Linked DNA regions of Callithrix jacchus: region 2 is linked to region 1. Evidence: chromatin contacts called from public Hi-C data. All regions are on one chromosome and are shown on one strand. The core of a region is the stretch at or near the end of the contact, and the rest is flanking DNA. Distances in the headings are between cores, read along the strand shown. Region 1 overlaps DCP1A (decapping mRNA 1A). Region 2 overlaps CACNA1D (calcium voltage-gated channel subunit alpha1 D).

Region 1 (4,536 bases), core at 810-3,309:
AAAAAATGAAGATGTACTTAGGATTAAGGCCCAGGTTCATCTAGTGTTCCCAGAGTGGCGGATGGAAATTTGCATCAGTAATATAATTCAAATTTTTAAGGTCTCTGGGTAGCAGCATCATAATTCACCATTCCTTTTCTTGGCAAAGCTAATTGTGCCCAATTGCTTCATGTCAGCAACACACGAAGGGAAATGACACTAGAGGAGACACAGGGACCAAATGCTGATGAGGCGAGTCTATGTTTACTTTCACTGTTCTTGATGAAAAGCTAGGCACTGGACCTCAGAGACTGGGTCCCAAATATCAGAAAATAAATCTAACCATTTAATAGTGGGCCATTTCCCCCTCCTTATTCCCTAGTCACAGAATTCTTAAGAAAAAGCAAAGCATTTAAGCCTGACAATTTAAAGTTTATATTTATTTTAGTAAGTTGGTTTACTGACACCATTAAAACCATTCAAAGAAAAAATATTCATGCTTTCCTGTACCTTTAAGCAGTACTGCCATAGTCAGTAACCTTTATTTCCTGAGAACTAATGGGGTGTCAGGTCCTGCTCTAACCCAGGCCCACAGGATGCAGCAAGGGAGTAACAACAGTTCTCACAAAGCTTACATTTTAGTGGGAGACATACCAAAGCACTTTGAAAACACAGGCGGCCTCAAATTTTTATTCCTAAAATGAGTGAATTATTTAGTTGTTTAGATCTGTTTATAGTGGAAAAATTAACTCACTGAAACACAGGATTTTCAAGGCCTCAGAAAGTCTGGAAGGCCGCAAATTCCACCACAAATTAGTATAATATTGATAGGACTATGGTATAATCACATTTACAGGAAAACAAACCCAGTGTTGTCTAGGCAAATGTTTGTCTCATCCATTTGATAAAAATTCTTGAATTTATCAGGTGCCAGGCATTGTGCTATGACTGTGATGTGAAAAAAGAAGCCAGGATAACTGGTGATAAGACCCCCGCAGGGCAGAGCTGCAGGGCCCAGCAGGACCGAAGGCGCTGGGAAAAAGGCTGAGCGGGGAGGGATAAGGCCAGCTGGCTGGGAACACAGTCACTGAGACAGCTACACGTCCTTCAGCACAGCTGGGTCAGAGGCTGGGTAGGAGGGTGACAGGGAAAGAGAGAAGCAGTGGGCAGACTGCAGAGTGTCCAAGACACTTTAGAGGATCTGGACTTTATCCATAGGGCAATGGGGACATGATCAGAGAATGAGCCATCAAGCTTTACATTTTAGGATGTGCACCTGGTCGGCCACATAAAGGACAAATTGGAGGGGCGAGACTGAGGAGAGTCTAAGATACTGGCAGAGAAGAGGATGAGAACTAGAGTTGGAATAAAAGGAGTTGGTGGCTGGCCAGGTAAGAGCATGGAGCTGAGAGGACACCTTGCTATCTGGGTATTGGGTGGTGGTGCCACTGCGTGGGCAGGCAGCCCTGGAAAAGCCCCTAGGTTGAGGGAGAAGGGGACGCTCAAGTTAGTTGTGAACATGTCTGGAGGTCTCTGTGGGACATCTAGAACATGGAGGTACTGACTCAGAACACAAAATGGTAATGTTATTTTGTGTTCTTAAAACACAAAAATGGTAATACAAGTCAAGGGAGCAAAGGCATCCCCCTAGGACGCTACAGTGACAGAGCTGAGATGTCCTATTAAATGCCCAGATTCAGGGCCTAGAGCCCACTGCTGCTGCCTGGCTCTGCTCCTTTCCAGCTGTGTGGACTGAGGAGTGCTGTCCACTCTGAGTCTCAGGCCTCTATAAAGTAGGGAGGGCTAGTGGGAGGCTGAAATGTATGGGAGCCAGCACATAGGAAGTGCGTGTTTAATGTCAGCACTCCTAACAACAACATGGAAAGCAAGTTTGCCAAGGCAGGGGCTCTCTTTCTCATGTATTCCCCAATCCTTATCTTTCTTGCTCCTGGACTTGCCTACCTGAGCAATGGCACCGCCACCCAGGACCACAGATCTAATCAGTACATAGCAGACACTCCACAGTGCTCTCTTCCAAAGTTCTTTCGGGGAGTAGGGGGAGATTAGCATAAGGAGAGATGGAGCTTAAGGGGCAGGTGCAAGAGATCTTGTGTCAGGAGGAGATCATGTCAGACAACAAGAAAAAAGAGGGCCAGCAGCAATGAGCATACAGGCAAGTCTGCATGTGAAGGACAAAAGTTAAGGGTGCCATTCTGTCTTCTCTCCTTGGTATGAGGACAGCATCACCTGCTAGGTAAGAGGGACAAGGCAGGTCTGAAAAAACTCAGTCAGTAAAAAGTAACTCTTGTGGAGGAAGAGGCAAGAATCTCCCACAGAGGTTGTAAAAAGTTGTAGCTTCATATCAAACCATTTTGCCTTAGAAAATATTAAATAAAGAGATTCCACTAATGTTAGAATCTCACTTCAAATATGAGGCAGTATGAATATCTGTGGATACAAAAAAATGCTAAAGATCTTATATGGTTCAATTTCTTCATATTTTTACTTCTGAAAAAAAACTATAGAGTTTAGGGTCTGAAATCAAAAATACCTCAGCTGTTAATTGGGAAAACTACATAACCTTTCTTTTTCTTTGTTTTTCTGAGACAGGGTCTCACTCTGTCAGTAAGACTGGAGTGTAGTAGTGTGATCAGAGCTCACTGCAGCCTGGAACTCCCGGACTCAAGCAATCCTTTCACGTAGCTGGGACCACAGGTGCATGCCACTGTACTTGGTTTATTTTTAAATTTTTTTGTAGTGAGCCATTGAGTCCAGCATAATCTTTCTAATCTAGTTCCTTATCTGAAAACTGTGGACACTGTGGCAATGATCTTAGAACACTGTTGTGGAAATTAAATTCTCTGTATCATGTCTGGTGCCCAAAAAGCATTCAATAAATTGAAGTTGGCTTAAACTATAATCACATAAACACCATGTGATCTTTTTGTTTGTTTGTTTTTTTTGAGATGGAGTCTTGCCCTATCGCCCAGGCTGAAATGCAGTGGCACGATCTCAGCTCACTGCAACCTCTGCCTCCCAGGTTCAAGTGATTCTCATGCCTTAGCCTCTCAAGTAGCTGGGATTACAGGTGTGCGCCATTATGGTCAGCTAATTTTTATATTTTTAGTAGAGACGGGGTTTCACCATATTGCCCAGGCTGGTCTCAAACTTCTGACCTCAGGTAATCTGCACATTTTGGCCTCCCAACATACTGGTATTACAGGAGTGAGCCACCGCATCTGGCCCACTATGTGGTCTTAATAGCAAGCATGGAGTACCAAACAAAAGTTCATCAAATGCTTCTGGAATATCATATCCCCATAATGCAAGACAACAACAATATACCTGGTAAGATAACCAAGGCTAGGCTACTATAAAGCTCCTAGTCACTCCCGATGCAAAGAATTATGAAGGACACAGCTGTTTGTTTAAAAATCCTTGGCAACATTCAAACCCACGCAATGAAAGTCAAAATAGACAACAAATTCTGTAATACTCAGCACAATGATGTGCTGTACAGGTCCACAGCCTAGGAGCCATGGGCTATGCCATCGAGCCTAGGTGTTAGTAGGCAATGTCATCTAGGTTTGTGAAAGTACAAGTACACCCTGTAATGTTTGGAGAATGAAATTCCGTAACAACACATTTCTCAGAATGTATTCCCATTGTTAAGTAACATACAACTGTACCTAACTGGTTGAATTTGTCATAGGAGCCTGGGTGAGCAGAACATTCCTCGTCACACAAATCCCCAGAAGCTTCACTGTCTCTGCATTCTTTTCTGTTTCTTTCTTTCTTTCTTTTTTTTTTAAAGATGAGGTTTCACCATGTTGGTCAGTCTGGTCTGGAACTCCTGACTTCGGGTGATCCACCTGCCTCGGCCTCCCAAAGTGCTGGGATTACAGGCGTGAGCCACCAAGCCCGGCTTCTTTTCTATTTCTGATAAGAAAAATTGGTTGCCCTTCTCTAGTAGCTGTGTTTATTTATTCATGAACTAACCGTCTAGCATCCACAGAAAAGGTAAAATGTTATTCTCTCCTCATGCTTGAATATGCTTAAAGTCTGGATTCTGAGCCAGATATAGTGGTTCATGCCTGTAATCCCAGCAGTTTGGGAGGCCGAGGTGAGTGGACCACCTGAAGTCAGGAGTTCGAGACCACCATGATCAACATGGAGAAACCCATCTCTACTAAAAATACAAAATTAGCCAGGCAAGCATGCCTGTAATCCTAGCTACTTGGGAGGCTGACATGGGAGAATCGCTTGAACCTGGGAGGTGGTGGTTGTGGTGAGCCAGAAAACAAAGAAAAAGTCTGGATTCTGAGTTTTTTAATACTTTACATAGTTCACATAGATCAAGTGTTAGTACGACCATTTTAGCTTGGAAAATGGGATTCAGTGAGCAACAGCATGTATGGCGTAGGATAAAATTCTTCTTTTTTTTTTTTAAATTTGAGACGGAGTTTCGCTGTTGTTACCCAGACTGGAGTGCAGTGGCACGATCTCGGCTCACTGCAACCTCTGCCTTCTGGGTTCAAGCAAGTCTCCTGCCTCAAC
Region 2 (4,536 bases), core at 810-3,309, 400 kb after region 1:
ACTTTTAAAATACTTTTCCCCAAATGATGTTTTTAAATTTAATCTGTTTAGAAATTCCAATAATGTTATTTATTTGTTTCCTCCAGACTACATGTTTCACTTTGCTTCTCTGTCTCCTAGTCTCTGGCTACATAGCCCAGGACTGGGCCAACGCTGGTAGTGGCAGCTTTAAGAATGAAATTAGCTGGATGTGGTGGCTCACACCTGTAATTTCAGCACTTTGGGAGGCCGAGGCGGGAAGATCACTTGGAGCCAGAAGTTTGAGACTAGCCTGGGCAACAAACTGAGACCCTTTCTCTAAAAAAAAAAAGTTGTTAAAAAAAAAAAAAAATCAAGTGTGGTGGTGCATACCTACAGTCCCCAGCTACTCGGGAGGCTGAGGCAGGAGGATTGTATAAGTCCAGGAGTTCGAGGCTACAGTCAGTTATATTGTACCATTCCACTCCAGCCTGGGTAACAGAGTGAGATCTCTGTCTCTTAAAAAATAAAAATAAATAAAGATAGGCTTCAGGGATGCAAAGATTTGGGGTCACTTGCCCTTGAAATTGAGAGTGGGCTCCAGTGGGAAAGTGACATTTCCAGCTATGTCCTACAATCATGCTAAACATGCTCTTCCTCAGAATCCCTGGAGTAGCTGTCAGGCCCATCCCCAGGCAGGCAGTTAGGTGAGCAGCTGGCTCGCTGCCTTGCTCTGCCCAAGTCATGGCAGTGGTTCGACAGCAGCACAGTCAACCTATCTCCACACCAGGATCAGCCCTGGTCACCTGAGAATGGTGGATGTCTGTTGAAGATTCAGACTGCAGGGACGTGAAGTCAGCCACTAAGGGAACAGAGGGAACACACAGTACTGATTTCTTTGAAGTGGCTTCTACCCCCGTGGGAATGCTGAGCTCAGTGGTTATGGGACATAGAAGGGAACAACCCATGGATATCTGAAAGGGGTTATGTTAGAGTCTAGGTCTCATCAGAAGGCCTAAAAGTGAAAAGGGATTAAGAGACAATTAGATATAAGCCCTTGTCATTCAGCATGTTGTGGCCCCCAGAGGAGGTGGAAGAGGAGGCGGAACTTGCCTGAGATTGGACAGTTAGTTAGGGGCAGAGTTGGAGCTGCCTTTTTTAGCTGTAGTGTTCACAGAAGGTTTATGAACAGGAGCCTGGGCTTGATGCAGTGCCTGAAAGTGTTAGCAAGAAGAATGGCCTTCAGCTAAGCAGGAAATAGTGTCATGGACATAAGAAAAAAAAGTCTTTAAAGACTGACGTAGAGATATAGCTCTGGAGGGGTTACCAAAAGGAGATGAATGATTGTCCCCAAAACAGAAAACACCCCACCATAGGTCTCCCTTCCTGAATGCAGGCTTGGGCCTTGTGATTCTCTAAGATTCTCATGACTTCTCCATTGTCTTTCTGAGATCTGCAGGGAGAGGAAGCAGGCTGACATATTTAAGGTACTTTATTTTGAGTGGGAATGGTTTTTTATTGACTGAAATACCTGGGGACTCAGGAAGGACCCCTGACCCTGCTGGTGCCAGGTGGGGCAGGAGCCCTCGGGTGGATGCTGGGCTGCCCCTGTCCCTGGACACGCAGAGATAGTTAATTGTCTGGGCATAATTCTTGCTTGACATGTGGAAACCTTGGTCTGGCCTTGACCCACATTCTCCACGAAGAGCCTGGCTCCTTTACAGCAGTGAGAGGCTGTTACCCTGGGTTGGCCTAATGTGTCACTACTAGCATGTGCATGTGCCTCCAGGGGGTGTGTGGGCTTCTTTTGGATTTGGCAGGCCTGTACATCATGGTACTGCTTATGTTTGTCATGAAAATAAGATGAAAACATGAGATCTGGGTGTCAGGTACCCTGTCCCCTAGGACGGCAGCCACAACTCAGCTGCTTCTCAGTCGTTCAGCCTCAGCCCCTACCCCTTCCTTTCAAAAGAGTGAGAAGCTTTAGGCTGCTTGGAGGTGGAAGGAAATGCTAAAAGAAATGTCTGAATGTGCAAGAAAGCCTGTCGTGTGGAGAACAGAGGGGTAAGACATCTGTGAATGAGGCTGGCAATGGGGCAGGGTCTAGAAGGAGACTGGGGGGCTCTGGGCTCAGGTTGATGTGTGGCAAGCCTTCCCTTTGGGGGGCTGTGACTGGAGGACTAGGGCTCTACTGTAATGCCCTGAGGCCCTTGGGGAGCTACTGCTTCCTGTGCTGCGCCCCATTCGCTGGGACATTCTGCATGCCAGGAATTTGGACTCAGTTCTCCCAGGCAGGACCCTGGCTGGACCCCTGGCTCCCCTCCTGATGGTGGTGGCCAGGGGCTCACAGTACTTCTTGTGCCCTTCCCTCCTTGCAGAGCTGGGGAAGTGGAAGGGAAACCCCCGGTTGCTGGTAGTAAAACCAGTCAGCATGTGGGCGTTTCTGCCTTCCTGCAGTTATAGCAGGTCAGAAGTAAACGGATCTTAGAGATGATACTGTCCTACAGCTCATCTTACAGATGGGGTAACCAAGTGCAGGGAAAAAGAGGCGCTTGTCCCCTTGTCACCTGATGATAAGAACCAGACTTTCCTAGCATTTCTTCCATCGTTTTTGACCTCATCAGCCTCCGTCACTGAAGGTCGGTCTGAGATTTTGCTACACCTGTTAATGGTGAACATAATTTTGAGGCTGCCTGCTTAGACCCACACATAGACTCATTCACTCTGTGTGTGTGTGTGTGTGTGTGTGTGTGTGTGTATGAGATTTGCCTCCAGATTCACAAGCCCGACACATTTGGTTGAGATTAATGTTGTCCTTCAACATGAGAGTAGATGGATACATTTCTATACCTTGGTGAAAATGCTAGTTGTGCTGGCCTGAGAAGCAGCGTATTTCCCTCATTTACTGTGTGTGTGGCATTGCACATGATGGCATCCAGGCCCAGTACAAGATCTTAAAGAGAAGCCCCATGACCCACATCCACAGACAGTGCTCCGAGTAGGGGCCTGGCCCAGTTGCCCATGCTGCAAAGGCCTTGGAAACTTAAGTCTGAGATGTGCAGGGTTGCTGCCTGCCACCATCCCCTCACCCCCAGTGGCACCCAGCGCCACATCTCAATGCACCACACTCTAAGCCTAAGGATCTGCCCTGGAGCACTTCCCAGAGACCCCAATACCTGGAATAGATTGTAAAATGTAGGTCTTGAGCTTCCCCGGATTTTCAGCAGGCAAATTGCAGTGCCAGCATCCCATCACAGGTCACAGGCTTTCCTAATGCTTGGCTTTTCCCAGATTCACTGAAATAGTTTTTACATTTATATTAAAAGTAAACTTCTCTAACAAAGCTCTAACATTGCAGTTTCCTGGCATATGTCGGGGAAGAGGCTTCACAGCTTATCTGTGTGTAGAGGGCCCCCGGCGCTTATTTCTAAGTAGGGGACTGGCACTTGTCGGCGATGTAGGGAGGTCTGAGGGGTCTGCCTGTGCCCCTGAGAAGGCCTCGCCCTTTGTCAGCAATCAAGAGTCCCTGCTGAAGGGGACAAGGCCATCACCTAAATGGGCCAACCGCAGGGCCATGGAAGCCAGCTGGAAGAAGCCCACATAGTCCAGTGATTCGCCCATGACTTTACCTACATGAGTTTTTATGACTCTTTGTGTTTAGATTTTTATAAAAGCCCAGTCGTCACCAGTGCAGCTTGATTTTCATACTGTCCTGGGTCACTGGGCTGATATCCTGGAAGTAATTTGGTTGTATGTCGCATTTTGAGGGTTAATAAAGGTCATCAGAATAGTAAACCAGCACTGGTAGATAATAGACTTGTTTGGCTCTTTGGAACTTTTTGATTTGTGGATTTTTAAGTATATAACACCAAAATGTATACCAGTATATTTCAGTTTGTACTGAAACCACAGTACATACTTGATGGTGAGTGGAAGTCAGGAGAGAGTTCTCAGTCTTAGCTGTACGCTCCAAGGCAAGTTGGCCTGTTCTCTCCTCTGAGAAATCCGAGTTCGCTCATGTACTCTCAGAAGCCCCTTCTGGTTCTAACGTTCTATGATTCTTCTGTCCTTATTTTTAAAAACATAGATGAGATCCTATTGGGGCTAAAGGAAGGGAAAGTCATATCAATTTATTAACATTATAAAAAGAATGCCTAGTGGAAATGAAGGGTAAAATGTTTTAATAAATGAGGTCTTTGTTATACCCACTGAGGCTGATCTTTTCAAATACTTTTGAAAAAGGGAATGCTCTCTGTCTGCAATAGGCAGTAAGTGGCTGGAGAAGATAGGCTGCCAGTGCCCTGGCAGAGCGTGTTCTCTCCACCCAGATTTAGGGGCTGGGTCAAGGTCTGTTTCCAGGACAAAATGAGGTCTCCAATTTCTAGCATAGGCACTGTCCTCTTCCTTTTCCATCTGCCTCCACTCCTCCTCAGCCCTGGTGGCATCTTTCTGGGATACATTTATTTCTTATGTGCCTGTGGCTCTTCACGCGTCAAACAGTGATGACAGGAGAAGTTGCTGAGCCTCCAATGGCAAAGTCAGACGATAACTCAGTTTAAGACAGAGAAGATATAAACC

The links. Hi-C and Micro-C count contacts between places; a contact is called where the count stands out from the background.
Region 2: a contact with region 1 is called in a Hi-C map of skeletal muscle, with 9 times the contacts expected there. The contact joins two enhancer-like sites. A contact is called at or near these places in 2 of 3 Hi-C or Micro-C datasets (both in skeletal muscle).

Annotation. Positions count from the first base shown.
Region 1 is chr15:35,840,377-35,844,912 of calJac240_pri, forward strand. The region is part of intron 6 of DCP1A (decapping mRNA 1A); the gene reads right to left. Among named protein-coding and RNA genes, the nearest start is that of DCP1A, 39 kb to the right of the region's middle. Within about 2 kb of position 2,060, at least 3 of the 16 cell types and tissues checked have an H3K27ac peak or open chromatin away from gene starts, as enhancers often do. A contact at or near this core is called in skeletal muscle, where this site is marked.
Region 2 is chr15:36,237,277-36,241,812 of calJac240_pri, forward strand. The region is part of intron 10 of CACNA1D (calcium voltage-gated channel subunit alpha1 D); the gene reads left to right. Among named protein-coding and RNA genes, the nearest start is that of CHDH, 130 kb to the right of the region's middle. Within about 2 kb of position 2,060, at least 1 of the 16 cell types and tissues checked has an H3K27ac peak or open chromatin away from gene starts, as enhancers often do. A contact at or near this core is called in skeletal muscle, where this site is marked.